Regions from separate parts of the Pan troglodytes genome. Here region 1 is linked to region 2. The links are chromatin contacts, called in public capture Hi-C maps. All regions are on one chromosome and are shown on one strand. Each heading gives the region's core, a stretch centred on a gene start, on an enhancer-like site or on the middle of the called end of the contact. The rest is flanking DNA. Distances are from core to core; before and after follow the strand shown.

Region 1 (4,175 bases), core at 468-2,967, 120 kb after region 2:
TGGGTTGGCATTGAGATCCCATTGCTGGAACTTACAGCGCTTCACTCCTACATGCAGAGTCATTTGCAAAAAGACCTACATCTGAAGATGTTCCTTGGGGGAAGTAAGTAGAGCTGGAGGCAGCTGAATCTTCTTAAAAGTTAAAGAAAATCTGTTTTTCTCCCTTTGGCCCATGAGATTCTAGTCCCTACCCTAAAGCTCTGCTCCCTAAAGTAGAAACTCCAGTTCCTACTACTTCTCTCATAAGGAAACGCAGCAGCCTATGCATTGTAAGTGTCCCCAAACTACAGTGGATTGGAATTAAAATCCTTGCCCTGGTCCCAGAGAATGTACTTGTCAGCAGGAGGACAAACTGTCTGTTACTGAGTACCGCACTAGACACCCCGTATCCAAATACTTAGAATTGCTTTGTTTTCTGATGTTTTAAATGCCTTTTGTTTCTGTTTATTAAACATGAAAGTATTGATTACAAGTAATTTCTTTTTTTTTTTTTTTTTTTTTTTTTTTTTGAGACGGAGTCTTGCTCTGTCGCCAGGCTGAAGTGCAGTGGCACAATCTCAGCTCACTGCAGCCTCCGCCTCCCAGGTTCAAGCGATTCTCCTGCTTCAGTCTCCCGAGCACTGGGACTACAGGCGCACACCACTGCGCCCAGCTAATTTTTGTATTTTTAGTAGAGACAGGGTTTCACCATGTTGGCCAAGATGGTCTCAGTCTCCTCACTTCATGATCCACCCACCTCAGCCTCCCAAAGTGCTGGGATTGATTACGGGCACAAGCCACCATGCCCGGCTGATTACAAGTAATTTCTAAATTATGGGAAAATGCAAAGAAGAAAATGAAGATTCGTCAAAATTCCATACAGCAAAACCACCATTAACATTTAAATGTCTATATTTTCAGTGAATTTCTGCTCCATATAGATACTGATATTTTTTACCCCTCCCTGAAAAAAAAAGCTACTGTCAAGGGAGTAAATTTTGTACCCCACACTTCCACTCAACATGTGTAGATTTGTGTATGCCAATAAATAGAAACCCATGTTGTCGATCCTGACGGCTTCATAGGTTTCTACTTTACGGATAGATCATCAGTTATTTAATGAATCTCCCATCAAGGAACATCTAGGTTGTTCTAATTTGTCACTATTGTAAATAGCACCTTTGTCCCCCTGCCTGAGAAGTGGTTTCTTTAGCAGGTAAGAAAGCACAGAGGAGCCCTATTGATTTAGCAGACCTAAGTCCCCATCCCTGATTACAACACCAGGGCTTTCCAGGGAGTGCATGGTCTGCGCCACCCCCTGCCTGGGGCCCTGGGCGAGTGATTGATAGGGGTGGATCCTGAGCTCACAGACATTCCTGCTCCAAGATCTCCCTCCTCTCTCCCCCAACACCTTTACGCAGCGCGGTGTCCAGCTTAATGTGATTGCACTCTCAGCTTTGAAACTTCTGCAGAGCTTCACTGCTTCTAGTTCTTCCCAGAAGCAAAGTTTCTCAGATCCCTGAAAGCCTGAGCCAGGTCTGCAATTCTTTATTCCAAAAACATTTCCTGAGTGCTCTCTTGTCTTTGATGTTGTCATCCTAAGCCCTAAGCGACAACATCCAACAGGCCACAGCGGTCCTTTCCACTGCTCACAGGCCCTCCCCACAGGGATCCTTCTCTGAGGACCCCCCCCCCCCATCCCCACGCGCTGCACAAGCTCCAGTTCCCATCCCTCAGACCCTGCCAGCTTTTTCCCTCTCCCCAGTCCAAAGGGAGTAACCCCCAGGAGCTGAGCCACTTTCCCTTCTTTTTTACCCTCCAAGCAAAATGTCTTCATAGCTCCGCCTTCTTCCTCCCCTTCCTCCTCCAGTAACAAAACTCATCTGGGAGAGCTCAAAGGCCTGGAAACGAGCCTGCTTTCCTTTCCTGGGTGTGAGAAGGGCCCAGCTCTCAGAGTACAGTGGATCTTCCAAAGTGGGGAAAGGCTGTCCCAACTAGAACAAGGCTTCTTGCTAAAGGTGATGTGGGGAGAAAACTCCACGGTGTGAGAAAAGAGGAAAGACGACACATATACATAAAGAAGGAGGCCCCAGAGTCAGGCCATTTGCAGGCAGTAGGGCATGATCACTGGTGTCCCTAGACTTACTTACTTGGGTGCTAAGGACAACTGATGGTAAGGGAGTCATTGGGAAACTGTCTAAGAAGGCTGCTTGGGAAGTGGAGCCATGGTGGTTTAGTGGGGACCAAAGAACAGGTTCCATGCAGCCAGGCCTTCTATGCTGAGCCAATAATGTGCAGGTGGCATTTGGCACAGGCTGATTGTCCAGAGGCCTAGGAGGTGACAAGTGAGACAAGGTTGGACTCCAGTAGAAGACTCGGGGCATGGATGGTCTCAAATGCCAGATTTTTATTTGATTTAGCAACCAATGGGAAAAGAGTGTGGTTTGTTCAGCAGGGAACTGACATGGTGAAACTATTTGGGGAATATTCATTTGATGGCTTTGTAGAACACCTAAATTAAAAAACAAGAGAGGGCCAAGTGCGTGGCTCACACCTGTAATTCCAGCACTTTGGGAGGCCAAGGGAGGTGGATCACCTGAGGTCAGGAGTTCGAGACCAGATTGGCCAACATGGCAAAACCCCATCTCTACAAAAAATACAAAAATTGGCCAGGCATCGTGATGCATGCCTGTAATCCCAGCTACTCGGGAGGCTGAGGCAGGAGAATTGCTTGAACCCAGGAGGTGGAGGTTGCAGTGAGCGGAGATTGTGCCACTGCACTCCAGCCTGGGACAGAGTGAGACTCCATCATCATCTCAAAAAAAAAAAAGAAACAGAAAAGTAAGAGAAGCTCACATGTGGCTGTTTTCTCTAACTAGAGGAAGCCTGAGACCAGGTGAAATGTTTTCCAGGAGCTGAAGTCAGTTATATCAGCGGATAGAAGAAGCATCACAGCTGTTTCTCAGGGCATAATAGGGTTTTGACTGTGACGAGGGGCCTCAGTGAGATGTGCCACCCAGCCAACCCACCTTTCCAGCTCTTTCTCTGGCCCTGTGAGTCTTGGGAACACTGTCAGCCCCAATGACTGCTGCTAACCAGGGTTTATCTATCTATCTCCCCCCAGCTATGACCACGAAGGCCGCCTGACCAACGTGACGCGCCCCACGGGGGTGGTAACCAGTCTGCACCGGGAAATGGAGAAATCTATTACCATTGACATTGAGAACTCCAACCGTGACGATGACGTCACTGTCATCACGAACCTCTCTTCAGTAGAGGCCTCCTACACAGTGGTACAAGGTGAGCCTCCACCCATACCATCCTACCCCTAAACTCACCCATAGACCCAGAACCCAGCCAAGCCCAACATGTGAGTTATCCAGCCTGGGAGGACTTCCAGAGACCCAGCGTACCCCTCAGCTTTCTGTTTTATTCAAGTGTCCACAGCAAACTATAAGAGGTCATTCTTGTAGAAAATGACTTAATCAATCAGATAGAGCAGAATGTCATCTACGCCCAGCCAAATGTCTAGATATTTGAACTGTCTACATAGTTATCTGAAAATGTCCATTTCCACCCGCCCCCCCCCCCACATACTCTCTCCCTACCTCTTACCCTTCCATCACCACCTCTCCCCACCAACCCAAAACACATAGTTATCTTCTCAAAGGCCATTTATTCTCCTGGCTCACCACTAGATTTCATATTTTCTTGTTCCATCCTGATTCTCTCTTTTAAGCATTTGTTTGATGAGTTGGTTGCCCTGGGACTGGAGCTCTTTAACATTCTCTCTCCAAGACTGGGATCTCAAAGGTCTCTGCCCACCCTGTGGTTATTGTTGCTACTAGACATGTTTTGCAGTCCAGGGCAAGCACTGGGGCTGGCAAGAAAATGAATTGTGCCGATTAACTTTTCTTTTAATTAAGATATAATGTCGGTGGGCTAGCCTGTTGTCAGAGGATAAAAGTGTCCTCTCAGTAGATAAATGGTGACATTTCTGGACTATTATCCCACAGCGGAGCCTGTTTCAATGACTCTATTTCTGCTCTGCCAAATGATTAATGATGTAGATTCTGTCCTTCTGCGTGACGGCTGGAGTCTCAGGAGGGACAGGTACACACTTGCTCACTGTCCCAAAAGCTGACATCTCAGAGGCCAGCCCAGGCCAGCTCCTTTGCCCAATCAGGAAGCAGTGT
Region 2 (4,470 bases), core at 732-3,231:
ATTTGTTGTGGGCTAGAGGTTTTTTAATTATTATTCCTTTCTCTTGTATTTGCTTTTATGTGAAGGCTTTAACTTCAGGTGCTTCCTCGGATTGTTTGTAAAGCAGCCTTGCATTTCAGAAGAGCGCTGAGGTGTCTGGGTTTTTTTCTGTTTTGACACTGGCTTCTCAGATGGCTCATTTGGGCTGAGCTTGAGGCCTCAACCTGCAGCAGAAACTTAACACACCAGAGCCGTAGTTGTTAGGTAATGCGTATTTAATAGCTATTAGAAATGACAACTCCTGCTGCTGAACAGCTGTCAGTGGAGGCCCAGAAATGCCACAACCACGGGAACATAAAGTCTTCTCTCTGGGGGTTGGTTTCAGTTCCTACCCAGCTTCTGTGGAGCTTTAAAAAAGAAAAAAAACAGGAATCTTGCCATTTTTCTCCCGTTAACTGGCAAATGTTTCCACCACCAAATTCCTCATGGCTACATGCCAGCACTAAAAACAAATCATCATCATCATCATCATCAGAGCTGGCATTTATTGAGTTCTTACTATATACGCCAACCACCATGCTGAACAACTACATAATTATGTCATTTAATCATCAGTAGCCCTCATTTATAGACGATTATCATCCCCTTTTATAGATGTGGAAAATGAGGCACACAGAGTTTAAGTAACTTGCTCAAAATCACTGAGCAAGTAAGTGGAATTGTTGGGATTCCAACCAGGCAGTCTGGCCTGGACTTTCAACACTAGACTAGCCATGAGACTGACCTCAGAGGTGAGGCATAAAGGAATTTTGTCTTTGCAGGCAGCTTGTGCGATGGTTACACACTAGAATTCTGAGTTTGAACCCAAGTAAACTTTTCAGGAGAGGAAACAAGAGTTTCCCAGTAGAAAGTGGGAGAGCCAAAGTTTGAAACAAAAGCCCCTGGCCAGGTGCAGTGGCTCATGCCTATAATCCCAGCACTCTGGGAGGCCAAGGCAGGCAGATCACTTGAGCCCAGCAGTTCATGACCAGCCTGGGCAACATGGTGCAATCACATCTTTACAAAAACTATGAAAATTAGCTGGGCATGGTAGTGAAGACTGTAATCTCAGCTACTCAGGTGGGTGAGTTTGGAGAATTGCTTGAACCTAGGAGGTGGAGGTTGCAATGAGCAGAGATTTTGCCACTGCACTCCAGCCTGTGCAGTGGTGAGAGAAAGAGACAGAGAGAGAAAGAGAGAGAGAAAAACCTTCTGACCTCAGAGCCTGATGCTGTTACCCTCTCTCTTCCCAGCTGCCAGGCACATTCCATCACCTTCCCACCACCTGCCAACTCCTGTTCCGATGACCTCCAACAATTTCTGCTCCATTTTTCCTCTCTATCCTTACAGCTGGATTTTTCTATGTAAATATTAAGTTGTGGGAGCCACTGCCCTGCTCACTTGGCTACCAACCTCTCCATGATGGTATTTCTCCTCCCCACCTCCAGAGTTCTCCAGAGTTCTCCCAAAGCTCTTAGGGGCATGTCACTACTGTCCTCAAACACCTTCAGTGGCTCCCAGTCACCTCCCACAATGGTTATAAAAGCTTTGGTTTAAAGACATGGATCTGAAGAGATTGTTACCAAATGTGTATTTCCAGGTTTCTCCCCCATGCCAGCCAATCTGACTTGTAGGACTGGTGTGCAGCTCAGGAATGCCCCTTTTTAGCAAGCCCCCTGGGGGGGTCTGATGCAGGTGGTCAGGGGCCACATTCTGAGAATGAAGATCACATTTCTTAGAATGATGTCCAAGGTCATCCATGATCTAAACTGCTCTCGCACTGTCACCTCCCACTGAGGCCTGAACACTCACTCTAAGTTCCCAATAGTCACCCCTCATTAAGTGTGAGGCCCTGCTTCTTCCTCTTTGCTCAGGCTGTTTTTTCAGCTGGAATGTTCTCATCAGTCCCAGCCTTTCCTATCAAACTGCTGCTCATCATGGAAAGCTCACAGGTCGCCACCTCCCTGAAGCACCCTCAGATATGACCCTGCAGTCACCTGGGCTTGGCAACATCGCAGCAGTGGCCCCTGCCACATGCCGGCCATCTCCTATCCAGGTGGTTCTCCTGCTGATGACAAGCTTCCAGCAGTCCCCTTTGTACCTCCCTGTATTTAGTTTGGTACCCAGGACAAAATATGTGCCTGCTAAATGTCTGGTTACTTGAATAGAGGAAGCAAGGCTTATAAAGATGAAATATGGCTTGAAAATGTCACAAGAACCAAAGCAAGTGCTAAAGAACAAGGTTCTAATTTGCCGGATCAATCATGCAGCAATAAATCAGCCACCTTTGAGGCATGGAGGGAGGGCATGAGCAAAGGAAGGAAAGAAGGAGGAATGAAAAAAGAATGAAAGAAAAGTTTACAGAAAAGAAATGCCATTTATTCCACAGTTTACGTGCATTATGTCATAATAGCCAAGTGATTAAGAAGGAAAGCTGTAGAGTTTGAATTTGCTAGGTTTGAATTATTGCTGCTCTAGTTAACCAAACCCATTTTAGAAAATTACTTAACCCCTCTGAGCCTCGGTTTTCTCATCTGTAAAATGGAGACAACAGCCATATTACCTATTACATTGCTGTGAGGTCCAAAAAGTAAATACGTGGAAACTTTGTAGAACCATGCTTGGCACGTATTAAATGTTAGCTAGTATCCACCTTCACAACAAGCCTTTGCAATCATTCATTGTTATTATTCCTATTTTACAGTAAAAGAAACAAAGACTTAGAGAAAGTAAGCTACTTCCCCAAGGTTACATAGCAGGGCCACGTCTGCTTGGTTCTGAAGCTTGTGGCCCTGATAGCCATCCAAGAGAGAGATGTGGCAGGAAGACCCCCCGAATCCAGGGCAGTGTGACCACTCCTGAAGTCCCCAACAATAAGTACTGCCAGCAGCCGGGGCTCTCTGAGCCCCCTCTGGCTCTGCCTCACAATGTGCTCTCCTGTCTCCCTTTAATAGACATTTCCTCTGCACCGCGGAGAACAATGACAAAGCTCTTAGTCCCCTCCCTGAGGGTGGATGGTCCTCCCCGTCACCAGGAATACTTCCCTCAGAGCTTCCTTCTCTCTCCATGACGGAGGCTCGGGTCCCAGCTGTCCTTCCTGAGACAGCCAGGGCTGCATCCTAGCTCCTTCAAACCTTCCATCATTCATACCCATCTCCTTCTACCACCCCATCTTGCCCTGAAATCCTCATTAATGCAGACAGGCCATGGACCATGACTGCTGCCCAAAAGAATGTCCCTCAGCACACTGCAGCTGGATGGCCAGATCCCACCTCTCTTTCCTCCCACCCCTGACCTAAAGAAACATACAGGGATTCTTTGGCAGCAAAGGCCCAGAAGCAGGAGCTTGAAGCAGGTGCACTTGGTATATGCTTTGCAGACAGCGACTGAGCAGACACCCTTGGCAAAGTCACTTTTGATAAAATAGCGTAAGAAGAATCGCCACCGCCTATTGAAGATCAACTAATGCTGGGCACTGTGCAAAGGGTTTTAAGTGAATCCTCTCATTTCATCCTTGTGTCATACGTCATGATCGTCTCCGTTTCACAGCTAAAGAAACTGAATCTCAGAGAGATTCAAGACCCTTGCCCAGGTATGGTTTTTGAACTATGTTCTTACCCACTGGATTAGTGATACCCACACTGGAGCCCTTGTTGGAATCATCTGTTAACACACAGATTGCTGGGCTCCACCCGGAATTTCTGATTCAGTAGGTCTGGGGTACTAGCATCAGGATTTTGTTAAATATCCAAATGCTCAGGCCTCACGCCAGACGTTCTGAGTCAGAAGCTGCATTCTAACAGGGTCCCCAGATGACTCCCATGCACATTCAAGTTTGAGTCTAGATAAATTGCCCTTGAACTCTGCTCGGACTGCCCAAAGAGAACAGAGATCGAGGCAGTCGCATCACTTTTGACCTCTCATCCCCCTGGCTTGCCAAGCAGGCATGGAGGAGCCCTTTCCTCCCCAGTTTGGAAGTTGCAGTGCACATTATTTGGTGGGCACGTGCAAGTCCATGCCTGCAAGCTCCAAAACGCGGCAGCTCCTGATGTTTCTCATGGCAGTTGCGTTACCAAACAGAAATCACTTCGCGGGGCCTCAGTCCGTCAGCCCTCCCCCAAGTTAAATTGCTTCTGAGACTAAGAACCCTTCTTTTTTTTTTTTTTTTTTTCCTTTTTAAACTACTAGATAAGTAGCAGAGCAGCCCTGGAAGGCAGAATGTCTAACCCTAGGGAAACTTGTAGATGTGATGCACACAGAGCTAGGGGAATCCTGTGGTTTATGGGAAAAACTTTCGTGCTGGGAAATAAACCAGTCTTTAGAAAGAGGTCAGCTGGGATGGGGGACAGGGAAAGGGTGCTTTACCCTGTCTTGTCTCTCTACAAAGTGACCAGTTGGAATAGTTTTCTCCCAGTGAAAATAGTGATAATAAAATCCTATCTAGTGATGACT

What was found. Capture Hi-C pulls out chosen DNA fragments and counts their contacts.
Region 1: a capture Hi-C map of stem cell-derived neural stem cells shows a contact between it and region 2, with 2.9 times the contacts expected there. The contact joins two enhancer-like sites. A contact is called at or near these places in 5 of 7 Hi-C or Micro-C datasets (blood, induced pluripotent stem cells, a lymphoblastoid cell line and 1 more) and 1 of 1 other capture datasets (stem cell-derived neural stem cells).

What each region holds. Positions count from the first base shown.
Region 1 is chr4:165,896,369-165,900,543 of NHGRI_mPanTro3-v2.0_pri, forward strand. TENM2 (teneurin transmembrane protein 2) reads left to right here. Exons shown (of 40, transcript XM_054685276.2): 35 at 3,104-3,279. Among named protein-coding and RNA genes, the nearest start is that of WWC1, 66 kb to the right of the region's middle. Within about 2 kb of position 1,718, at least 1 of the 24 cell types and tissues checked has an H3K27ac peak or open chromatin away from gene starts, as enhancers often do. A contact at or near this core is called in stem cell-derived neural stem cells, where this site is marked.
Region 2 is chr4:165,779,475-165,783,944 of NHGRI_mPanTro3-v2.0_pri, forward strand. All of the region lies in intron 21 of TENM2 (teneurin transmembrane protein 2), which reads left to right. Among named protein-coding and RNA genes, the nearest start is that of WWC1, 180 kb to the right of the region's middle. Within about 2 kb of position 1,982, at least 1 of the 24 cell types and tissues checked has an H3K27ac peak or open chromatin away from gene starts, as enhancers often do. A contact at or near this core is called in stem cell-derived neural stem cells, where this site is marked.